Linked DNA regions of Mus musculus: all the other regions are linked to region 3. The links are chromatin contacts, called in public HiChIP or PLAC-seq and promoter capture Hi-C maps. All regions are on one chromosome and are shown on one strand. The core of a region is the stretch at or near the end of the contact, and the rest is flanking DNA. Distances in the headings are between cores, read along the strand shown.

Region 1 (4,006 bases), core at 825-3,324, 2.5 Mb after region 3:
GAGGAGAGAGGCCTCTGGTGGAGTCTGTAGACCTGCGATTCAGGTCTGTCTCCAAGGGACATAAAAGGGGAGCCGTGTGTGAAACTCAGAAGAAAGCTGTGATGTCACCTTGCCCTCCCTCTTCAAGTCCTTCTGAAGCTTGCCTGTTGTGTGGCTGTCCTCCGGAGGAAAACTAAAACCAAAACCAAACCAACCAACCAAACAAACAAAAAGGCCACCACTCAGGACAAAGGGCTAGTTCCGCCAGGAAGAACCCTGCAAAATGCCAGCCCACCCTGAGCCAGACCCCTGGAGGCCCCTGGGTTCCCCAGGATCTGACATGAACCTGGCATCAAAGCCTCCCTCTTGGAGAACCGGCTCGCATGCTCAGCCTCGCATGCAGCTCTCAACCTTTCTGAGCCCAGACTCTCCATCCAGAAAATGAGGGTGAGTTTTCCCTACTCATTTCAAGTGTACCTATCTCCTGGTACACTTACCTGAGGTTCGCCCGTTTGTGTTCAGTTGCTGCATCTCCTTGGGCTGAGGGCTTCCTGAGGACAGAGACCTAGCTCCCTCATCCCTCTGGTAACCAGCACTGCATAGCACATGAGAGGCAACAGGAAGGAGTGTGATAATGATAAAGAAAGGCTCTTCACACAGGTCTCACACACACACACACACACACACACACACACACACACACACACACACACACACGCAGTGTTGGCTTTTAGCCTAGGCTCCACTCCATAGTTACTTGGCAATAGCCAGCTGGGCCTGACTCATTATAAAAGGGGTTGCTTGCCCCCTCCTCTCTCTCTCTCTCTCTCTCTTGCTCTCCTGTCCTTGCTCTCTTCCCCTCTTCCCCCTCTTTCCCCATTTCCCTCCCCCCTTCCTCCCCCCCATGTGCTCATAGCCAGCCTCTACTCCTCTATCCCCACCCCCCCTTTCTCTCAACTCCCTTCCCCATCCATGCCCTAAATAAACTCTATTCTATACTACAGAATAGTATAGGGAAGTGTGGCTGGTCCCTCAGAGGGAAGGGATGCCTCAGCATGGGCATGCAGAGAGGAGGCTGTTATTTCTGCCACTAGACTATTAGAAATAAAAACTATCAACTGGGGCCTGTGGTCAGGTGGCTCTCACGGGATCAGTCCCAGCATCTCTCATACACCTTGATTCAAGCCACTTTGGTCCAGTCAGTTTTTTACCTCATCCCAGTCTCTCTTTGTTAAGGATACGGTTCTAAGAGTCAAGGCTCCTCTAGGACTTCAGAAATCCCACCTTCTGCTCTAGAAGGCTCAGAGAGAATAAAGCGAGACATGTCTTACCGTAGGTCTGCAAGGAGAGGAAGTGATATTCACGCTATTAAGGCTTAGGATGGAAATACTATTTTCAGATAAGCAACAACTTTTTATATATTTTTAAAAATTCACTTTTTTTAAAAAAATATTTTTATGTGTGAGTACCACATGCATGCAGGAACCCACAGAGGCCAGAGGGCATGAGGTCCCATGGAAGTGTAGTTTTAGGCAGATATGAGTTGCCTGGCGGGGGTCCTAAGAAATGAATGAACCTAGGCTCTCTACAAGTGCATTAAAATTCTTAACGCCGAGCTTTCCCCAACGACAATCTTCTTAATAAAAGCAAATCCCAAACATGTTTTGGACAGTAAAAAGCCTTTAATCCCGGCACACAGGAGGAGGCAGGTGGAGAGGACCTGGTACAGAGGCAGGAAGCCAAACCAGGCAGAAATGTTTCCCTTCTCCCATACCTATCCCCAGGTCCATGACCGTCCTAGTGAAAAGTTGTAATTATTACCTCCCCAAATGACCCCCCAAAAGAGCTTTGCAAGTATTATTTCCCCTAAGTTATCAGACCAAGAAAACCTCGACCCCAGAGATCTGCATCTGAGAGCTTCATGTCCTCCCTGAAGGGTAGTGTGTGTGTGTGTGTGTGTGTGTGTGTGTGTGTGTGTGTGTGTGTGTGTGTGTGTGTGTTGGGGGGGCGCCTCAGAGGCCCCTGCGCCTGCGCACTCTGCTCCGCGGGCTGTCCCGCGGTCAGTGGTGCAGTGCGCATGCGCGTGGCTAGAGCGCGGAAAGGTTCGCAGGGGCAGGAGGCCTCAGAGCGGCTCCGCATCCGCCATTATGGCGTTCGCGCCTATGGGGCCCGAGGCCTCGTTCTTCGACGCCCTGGATCGGCACAGGGCTTCCCTGTTGGCCATGGTGAAGAGAGGCGCAGGGGAGACCCCTGCCGGGGCCACCCGCGTGGCCTCTAGGTACAGCAGCTCGGCAGGGCCATGGAAAGCCCGGGAAGGTTCCTCGTGGCGCCGAGGTGGCCTCCGTGGGGAGAGCGTCGGAGGCCACGTCCGAGCCCCGAAGTCGGTGCTCCCTAGTGCTCCCTGGTGGTGACCGGGACCCTGTACACACCAGATGTTTTCTAGAATGTTCCAGGCGCCCCGCTCTGGCTTAGTTCCTAGGTTTATCAGTGTCCTTTATAGTCAGAGAGCTTGAGACTTGCTTTGGATTTATGGGGCTTTGTCTTGTTTTGTTTTGTTTGTTTTTGTTTTTGTTTTAAATGAAAGCTGGGCTTTAATTTCAGCACCGGGAGGCTGAGGCAGGCAGGTTTCTGAGTTTGAAATCAGTAGTTCCAGAATAGCCAGGGCTGTTAGACAGAGAAACCCCATGTTGAAAAAAAATTGTGTGTGTGTGTGTGTGTGTGTGTGTGTGTGTGTAAAATAGGTTTGGGAGTGAGGGATAGAAGAGGAAAGAGAAAGTGAAAAGCGTTTACTCTCTGAACTACCACTAATTAATTTCTCAGAACTAACAAGGACATCATCACATTTTAAGTAATTTATAATAAGACTTTTTTTTTTTTAACCTGAAGGGAACAGATGAACATATTGTAAGTAATTTCTTCACAACCAACTACAGAGACTCTCCTACGGTTCACCTGACTATATCTTGACCTTCAGTATTTGTCTCAGCCTATTCCAAACTTTGAAAAAAATTGTGTTAGAAAATAGTAAATGTTTTAAAATCCATTTTCTGATCTATCCCCCCCCCCACATACACACAGTAGAAACGTTGAGAATTGTGTGGTTGTTAAAACTCAACATTTTGCCCATCTTCTTTGTTTAGCTTGGCTTTCCTCCTTAGGCAATGTGCCAATGTTGCTTAAAATGATTGAGATATATATTTTTTTTAAACTGATGGTTTGTGAAATTAACAGCCAGCTGGAGAAAGCTGGGTTCAGTCTTGATATTTTGTGGTAAAGAGGCATGATTTTTTTGTGGCCAAGTGAACTATTTAGTACAAAATTCATTTTTTTTTCTTTTCTTGTAGTGATTAATTTTTTTCCTTTTGAATCATTACAATTTAAGATGGTTAATTTTTAGTCATGATATCAATTTTAGGGCAATGTGCTATAAGAAAGTATGTATGTGTGTGAGAGCGAGCGCGCTTGCTCACTTGCAGGAGCGTATATGTGTGTTAATGTTTCTGCATTGAATTCTTGGGAAGGAAGTTCAAAGCTAGTCTTACATCATCCTCAGTTAAAACATTTTTACAGTAGTATTTCAAGCCAAGTCTGTATTGAAGTTCAGCGACATTGAAGTAAGTTAATGTGAGCAAATAAAAAATGTATTTGTAAGTTATATTAGCTCGTCATTAATGCAAAAGGGTTCTTTGAAAGAGGAATTTACAGGTAAATCTAATTTTTTGTAAGTAAGCGCTATGAGAACAGTTGTTGGAATCCATGCCAAGGTAAGAATTTGGTAAGAGAGATGGTTACTGACATGTGTTTGCAAGGCTTAAAGAGACAAACAGAAGCGAGGAGGGGTGGTCCACATCTGCAATCCCACCATCCAGGAAAGCAAGGGAGGATTGTGGGTTTGAGGCCATTCTGAACTTCATGGTGAGTTCCAGGTTAGCCTTTGCTACCTTGTGAGACCTTGTCTCCAAAAGCAAGACAAAACAAAACAACAAAAATATGATGAAATAAAGAAATTGTGCCAGGTGGTAGATGT
Region 2 (3,503 bases), core at 564-3,063, 2.4 Mb after region 3:
CTCCAGGGCTTTTTATCTAGAGCTGAGAGGATTAACTGGGACCCTGTCTTCACGGAGATCCCTTCCGAGCCCCGGGTGCCCAGCGAGGGAGGGGTGGTCTTCAAGCTTCATTATTTCCAAGTTGACACGGCGGGAGCCCATGGTGCGTTTGGTGTCTTGACCTGGGGTTTTCTCAGCAACTTCCACAAGCAGAATAAAAGCGACACAGGAAACGGCACTATCAGGACTTGTTATCACCAAAGCCAAATATTTGATGATCTGCCCCACAGCGCACGGCTGGGGGTTAGTTTGAGCAAGTTGAATACGTGTGCGCGCACAGCTGCAGGGGGAGCTGTCTCAGACCAGCCGCAACCCAGCCTCGCATCACTCACTGGGTTGGCTGGAACTCCAGCAGGGAAACGGGTTCCCCAGCCATTCCATGGCGGCCTCTGTTCCGAGGTCCCCAGCCACCCAATCGCCAAAACCCGTGGTTTGCGCGCCACACGTGATAAACGCTGAAAATGGATTCTGCCCGCCCGGGACCTATCATTAAACATTTAAAATAGAAAACTCGCAATGGCAACGTTCTTTCCCCGGCTCCAGCCGAGAGTCCAAAGGTGGGCGACTGGCGGCTAGGCGAGGAGCCCCGCGGCACTCCGAGCGCACGCCGAAACCAGCGCTCCGCAATGGGACAGGTAGGGTCAGAGAGGGGAAGAAAAGGGGATGCGCGGGATGTCAGAACCAAGCTGGCCTCAGAGGGGCAGAGGAAAGGCGGGAAGGCAGCTTTGCCCACAAGGGCCCTTTAAATCCAGGTAGCGCGGGCCGCTGAAGCCGGTTCAGCTCACATGACCCAGCCGGGCGCTTTGAACTAAGCCGCTGCCGAGCCGGGACCTCCCGCCCCTGAGTGAGATGAACCCGCGGCGGAGCAGACAGAGACTCAGGGCTGGGGGTGCACCCTCCGGATAGCCCGGACAAACCCTCCGAGCCAGCAAGACTTATCCGAGACGCACAGAGCTTAAAGTCTACTAAGACCCCGGGGCGAAGAGTCTCTGGCGGGCACTGATGCTTTGCAAATGGAAAGGTGGACCACAGTGGCTGTAAGCAGAGACCCTCTCCCAGTCCCAAAGTGGCCCCAGTCTGAAATATATCCCCTCCCACCGCCACTCACCTAGGTTGACGAAGCTCATGACCATGTCGGCGTCAGTGAGGAAGTGGCTGTCCTGCAGGCTGGCTAAAGGGGGGCCCTGGGTACTGAAGACGGCCTTGTAGGGGTAGGAGAAGCCCTGTCCGTCCGGCCCGCTCTCCTCCACCGCCATGGCGTTGTACAGGTCCAACATGAACATGGGCGCCGAATTATGCTTTCCCTGGAGGTGCGGGCGCGGGCGATGGGGCAACCCTAAGATGGACAGGATCTCCCGCTGCATCTCCCGCCGCTCCTGGCTGCGGAGGCGCCGGTGGATGAAGCTGGAGTGCACCTCGTTGTCCAGGCTGAAATCGGCCAGGGCGGAGCGCAGCAAGAACAGAGGCGCCCAGAGCGCCACGAAGCTGTGTGGCGCCGCAGCGCGCAGCGAGCGCACGTGCATCGCGCCGGCTCTACGCGCGATCCGGGGCACCGGGCCCGCGCCGCCCCAGGTGGCAGCGGAGGGGGCAGGGCAGCGGTCCACGACCCGAGGTCACTTGCTGCAGGCGAGCTTCAAGGCGGCCTCGCCACACATGGCCACTCCCCGGCCGGCTGCGCTTTGCCCGGGACGCCCCTGTCCTTTACTCAGTTCTGGCCCGGGGCCCCTCGGCCCGCACTCGCCAGGACGCACGGCAAGGCTAGCACAGCAACTCCAGAGAGCGAGCAAGAGAGCGAGGAGGCGGGCCGGGGTGGGAGGAGCAGCAGCTTGCAGACCTACAAGTCCGGAGAGCGAGTGCCGGAGAGGCAGCTGGGCGCTGAGCGAACCCTAGCTCCCTCCTCCCGCTCTGATCGCGCTCGGGCCCGCGGGCACCAGCAACAAACCCCTTTCCGATCTCCCGCGTGCCCAATACAAGGGCCCTGCGCGCCCGGATCGCCCGCCCGCCGCCTCGGGAGCCCCGGAGTTGGGCGCGCTGGGGCCGGGGAGCGGGGGAGGAGCGGGAGGACTGACTTCCCCGCCCCTCCCGCTCCCGCTGCCTCCCACCTGCGCCTGTCCCCGCCCTCCCCAAGCCTGGCCCAATGGCTTCATTCATTCCTCCCAGGGCGCTCTACAAATATTTACCGAGTGCCCACCGGGTGTCCGGCACTGGGACAGACGCCGCAGGGACCCAGAGAGAAGAATCCCAATCTGCCCAGCTCTCTCGGGACTCGCACTTGGAAGTGGCCAAAGTGTAGCAACTAAGGGCTGTGCTAGGAAAGCATCCGGGAGGGAGCGCAGGAATCCGAGAAGGCTCCTCGGAGGTGGCCACTCTTGGACCTGGCTCATCTTTCGAACCGCCCCCCCCCCAACACTCCATTTGCTCCAGTCATGCAAAACCCCCTCGGTACCCCCACCGCTTGCCCCTCTGCTATCCTGGCTTTTGTTCCTCGGGGAACGTTCTCTCCCTGCCCCTCCCCCCTCGGGTGCCACTTCCTCTGGGAACCTTCCAGGACTGGCAGAGATAATGTGGAGATAAAGTTCTTTCTACACTTCACTCCCCCAACACACACACACATACACACACACACACACACACACACGCGCACACACACACACACACACACACACCTCCCCTCAAGTCCAGCACCCAAGGGATCCGGGCCCAGGTACTTCTCGGCTTTTCCTTCCCAAGTATCTTTTAACCCAAAGCCTTCAAACCCCAGATGCTGCAGCTCTACAGAGTACATAAGTGAAATCTGGGACTAGAGAATGTTCCCACCCCCCTCCTCTCTTGGGGGGGCGGGGTCCTGACATGAGTCCTTTGGTACCTCACTGTCTAACAACCCCACCCCTAGCCCCAGGTAGGGCCTGAGGAGTAGGCAGTTGGTACCCAAGTTCAGAAGAGCTCCCGACTGCATTTTCCTGTCTCAAAGGACTAGCCTCCCTCTCCTCCCAGGAGGAAACGTCCCAGACAGATACTGGGTCTCTCAGTGGATTGCTGCTCTTTGGAGCCTCCGTTTCCTAATCTGAAAAATGGGAGCAAAGCAGCCTTCACCCAGAATGGCAGTGAGTGAGTGGGGATGGTGAGCCAGGCTTCCTGCTTTGCTGAAGGTGGGCGACAAGCCAAGCGTTTCAGGGGTGGTAAAATGGCAAGTAGGGGCTGGGGAAGGGCCTTGAGTAGGGGGTCCCTCTTGAAGTCCTAGGGTGAGATGGGAAGCCTGGTCTTTCAGGCTTCCTGGAACAGAGATAACTACCTAGGTCTCTCAGGGCTCCTTGGTAGGAATTTTAGGTGATGTGACTGTCTGAGGGGCTAAAAGAGACATGCAGGTCTTAGCCCAGGCCTTGGATGCCACCAGTACTGAGTCCCTGGCCAGTGCAGACCTGAGAGGCCCCTCCCTGGACCTGCTGTGGTGGGTGATCTGAGGC
Region 3 (4,008 bases), core at 445-2,944:
AAGAGGCTGCGCAGTGATTCGGGGAGCGCAAAAACTAACCCTGAAGATCGCCTGGAAAAGTCTCAGGAATCTTAGCTCTCAATGAATATTCGCGGCCGCCATCAGCCATCACTGACCCGAAAGAGGCTCACTGTGTCTCTCCGTGAGCTGATAGTTTATGGTAGTTATTTTCCTCAGTGGTGTAGGCTCTGACAAGATGTCTGTGCTCTAAATGACCCCCACCTATGGTCATGCGAGCAAACTCAGGGAGTTATAAACACAAAATAAAAACAACATGAAAATAGGAGAGAGAATTGTTGGGACAAGGGAGAATCTCAATAGGAGTGGGTGGGAGTATCAGAGAGGGCACTGAGTGATGAATGCGACCGGAAATACATTATAAACACGTATAAAATTGTCAAACAACGTTAAAATATTTGGTTTGACGTTAGGGTTAAGTCTTGCCCAAGACGACACCTGGAAGGTGAAGCCCAAATAAAGCGGGCATGGTGCTTTTGATGTGTCCTGTTGGGGGAGGCAGCATGTGTGCATCCCTTCACTGAATAGCTTGTGAGGGGAACCCACTCTCTACAGCACAATTTCAGGATGGCACCAGCTCTAGGTAGAGCAGGGGCTTTATATTCGTTGTCCATACGTCCCAGGGAACTCTAACGACTCCCCTTCCCCACTGTCCCGCACGTCCAGCCTCCCATCGTCTCCGTCCAGCAGAGGGGACTGACTCACAGGATCATCAGCCCGTAGGCTTCGTTGCGATGGTCCCGATAGGCTTTCCAGGGTTTGATCTCTAGCCGCTGGGGATGCGCGCTCTCTGTGCGGTACAGAGCTTCCAGCAGGCTCGGCGAGCCCAGATGCACCGAGTCGAAGGAGCCCAGCTTCATCCGGAAAATCTGGCCATACTTCTTGTGGTACTCTGCCTGCAGCGGGGCGGGCCAAATGCCATCAGCGCGCATCCTCAGGTGCCCCGGGCGCTTCTGCCTCGAGCTGCTGACCTGAGCTCCCCCTGCCACCCCGACCGGAAGGAATAGGGAACAGGGGACAATAGGTGATTAGGAAACAAACTATTTACCAGTGTGTCGTGCTGTTTCTTCAGGCCACCTTTCCAAAAAATCTCCAGTAGGCTGCCCAGCAGTGGCCAGTTGGTGGGTCCAGGTAAGGAGGTGACGTTCCGAGTCTCACCGTCGGTCATCAGCGGGCAGAGGGGCACCTCTTTTGGCGCACGCTTCACGTGCGCCTTGGATGTCACGGACCTTGGGGGTTGCCCGAGGTCCCGCAGCCGGCGCAGGAAAGCGATCAGGGGGCGCCTTTTGTCAATGGGGCAGCTCATAGTAGCAGGCGACCCGTGACACTCGAGGAGCAGTAGGGACTGAAATGGGTAAGGTATTTCGGAAGTGCTGTTGGGTTCTGAAGTTTTGGCGATTTGGGGAAGAGAGGCAAACAGAAGCCGCGGGTGTGGTAAAATACTGTACAACAGGATGGACTTGGAAGAGGCAGATGCCCAGGGATGCTGCAAGGTGCAGTTGTTTAGGGCGCAGGTCCCTGCCCTGAGCTGGCCACAGTGGCTGGGGAAGAGCGGCCGGGGTTTGGCCCGAGTACTCTGTGGCTTTGCAAATTTGACTTCTAAGGTCTAAAGCCACGAGGGGTCAAGGAGGGTCGAAGGGATGCCGCCAGGTCTGATGTACCTCCTTGTGCCTCCCCGAGCTCCCGGGCTTAGGGACCTCGTATTTATGGGAACAGGGCATGCTGGAGGTGGCCAATGAGCACGCTGAATAAGGGCGGAGGGGGACCGACTGGCAAGGATGGGAGGGACGCGGGGGGCGGGTGTGGAAAGAGGATGGAGTCAGCGAGGTGAGTGAGGGCGCCGGGGCCTCGGGTGACCGACACGCTGCTGGCCCGGCGGACGCACCGTGGTGGACTCCACCCCGGAGATAACCTGAGAAAGGCGAGTCGAGCCCAGGGTTCAGCGGGTGCGCTGCGAGCACGCCTCCTCTCCCTCCTCCTGCAGGTTGCAGCCGGCCTTGCAGGAGCCCAAGGCTGCGCTTGCACAATCGCCACTCAGGGCGGGCAAGGTTCCTGAGGACAGTGCGGAAGACCGCCCGCGCTTGCCAAGAGAGTGGAGAGCGAGCCTGCCTCCCAACATCCCGGGAGACAAGTTTTCGTAGCCTGAGCTGGACTTCCTTTGGATGAATGTTGCCTTTTTGAGCCTCTGAAGGAAGAGAGGATTTGAAACTTACTAGGATATACCAACAAGTGGGGGGGGGGGGGGGGCGGAGATAATTTTCTTACCCAGGGTCTTAAGCTAGGCAAGAAAGCCCAATGCGATTTGCAGAATTTCCTTACCAGATTCCTCGATGCTTCGGGTTGGGTTGTTAGGGAACCGAATAAATGAATGCACGTACACAGGTGTATGTCCTCAACAAAGGATGCTAGTGGCTTTAGTTCTGCGGGAGACTGTGGAGTGCCTTGAGGGCATGGCTTGGTTCCTTTGGAGTGCTTCCCAATGTCCCCTTAAGCCTTTCCTTCTTGCACACCGCCCACCCTTCGCAGAGCAGAGGCACCCACCGATTCCTAAGCGCCCCCACTTTCTCCCTAAAGCAGGCAGAGTTAGCCACAGATGCACCCTTGCTTTTGTATCTGGATAGATTAGAGCTCACTTTCCTAATTCTGGAAAGGAAATTGGTCTTCACTGATTTAAAGTGACTCATATTGTTTCCTGCTGTTCCAATGCCAAGCGCCAGCAACCAGGCAGGAGGCAGAGACTTTCCTCCTCGGCTTTCCAGTCACCTGACCGAAGGTTACTGTGACCCAAGCAATAGCAAAGTCTTCCGTAAACACCTGTCTGCTTCTGGAAAGGCTTTTGCAAATTTGTGATTTGTGCTCCAATACTGTCGTCTCGAATTTCCCCTAAGAGGTCGTGCTAACAAACAAACAAAAACTGCATATATGCAATAATTTATATGAAATCCACTAGATCAATGTTAATATGCACTGTCGTGTATACGGCATGCACTATAAGTTCATGTAGTCTCTTGTGTTTCTGTGAAACATACATTTTATAATATATGTAGTGCACTGTAGGCCATGTGAAAGTACCATATGTTAGACTTTCAAGAGCCTGTGACAAAACTGGAATTTCACTCCAATACTTATTTATTGATTGATAATTTATTTATGTATTTACCTCCCAAATGCTGCCCCCTCCCCCATCCCCTCACACTTCCTCCCTCCACTTCCCCTTCACCTCTGAGAGGATACCCCCCACCCCCACCCTCGTGGTTTATCATGTCTCTGGCAGGATTAGGCATATCCTTTCCTACTGAGGCCAGACAAGGCAGCTCTCTGCTGTGTATGTGCCAGGAGACAAATTTCACTTCAGCTCAACATCAAAAACACGTGAAAGAACCGTAACCCCACCCCCACCCCCCTGCCCATTGTCACAGACATTAGTAGCCCCAATGGCATTTGGATCCCAGTTTCTAACCCAGCCTGACTCTTCAGCATCGACATCCATATGTATCATTATTTCTATTGCTTTCTTGAGACAGTCTCATAGCCCAGGCTAGCTCAAACCCCTCATCCTCCTGTTTCCACCTCTAGAGTGTTGGCTGATGGTTTATTTCACCATGCCTAACATCACCTGGCCAATCATATCACTCTCTTCCATGGCGATGGAAGTATTCCTTCCATGACGATGTGCCCCAGAGGAGGGTGGGATCAGAACTTTCTCGTTTGGGTACGTGGCAGAGAGTGGCAGAGAGCATGCATCCTTAGAGGGAGGTGTTATTTCCGCATCTCTTCTCACTTGTGCCTGGATGCTGCAAAGACCCCATCCTTGGGTGTGTGTGACAACTGTCTTGTTATTTCAGCCAGTGAGCTACTATTTCTTTTCCTTTTTTTTTTTTTTATTTTGCATGATCAAGACCGAGACAGGTTTCAGACAAAGTAGATTCTCCTGGGAGTTTAACGTTAGACAGTTTTTGTTTGCTTTGTTTTTGAGACAGGGTCTCACGA

What was found. HiChIP or PLAC-seq counts read pairs in DNA pulled down with a chosen protein or histone mark. Capture Hi-C pulls out chosen DNA fragments and counts their contacts.
Region 1: a contact with region 3 is called in a promoter capture Hi-C map of liver, with 4 times the contacts expected there. The contact joins the promoter of Spo11 here to the promoter of Cyp24a1 in region 3. A contact is called at or near these places in 1 of 39 promoter capture datasets (hippocampal neurons) and 1 of 9 other capture datasets (liver).
Region 2: an H3K4me3 HiChIP or PLAC-seq map of embryonic forebrain shows a contact between it and region 3, with 4 times the contacts expected there. The contact joins the promoter of Bmp7 here to the promoter of Cyp24a1 in region 3. A contact is called at or near these places in 2 of 39 promoter capture datasets (hippocampal neurons and pre-B cells) and 1 of 115 datasets of contacts at active chromatin or transcription factors (embryonic forebrain).

Annotation. Positions count from the first base shown.
Region 1 is chr2:172,977,768-172,981,773 of GRCm38.p6, forward strand. It overlaps Spo11 (SPO11 meiotic protein covalently bound to DSB), which reads left to right and starts at 2,075. Exons shown (of 13, transcript NM_012046.2): 1 at 2,075-2,257. The coding sequence starts at 2,127. It overlaps Gm52538 (a long non-coding RNA gene), which reads right to left and starts at 1,353. Exons shown (of 3, transcript XR_003953974.1): 1 at 1,311-1,353; 2 at 477-574.
Region 2 is chr2:172,938,508-172,942,010 of GRCm38.p6, forward strand. It overlaps Bmp7 (bone morphogenetic protein 7), which reads right to left and starts at 1,814. Exons shown (of 7, transcript NM_007557.3): 1 at 1,148-1,814. The coding sequence starts at 1,562. Gm40010 (a long non-coding RNA gene) reads right to left here and starts at 1,138. Exons shown (of 3, transcript XR_867069.2): 1 at 1-1,138.
Region 3 is chr2:170,495,451-170,499,458 of GRCm38.p6, forward strand. Cyp24a1 (cytochrome P450, family 24, subfamily a, polypeptide 1) reads right to left here and starts at 1,695. Exons shown (of 12, transcript NM_009996.4): 1 at 1,067-1,695; 2 at 724-914. The coding sequence starts at 1,324. It overlaps Gm16796 (predicted gene, 16796), which reads right to left. Exons shown (of 3, transcript NR_040367.1): 3 at 3,907-4,008. It also overlaps a transcript of Pfdn4 not described here.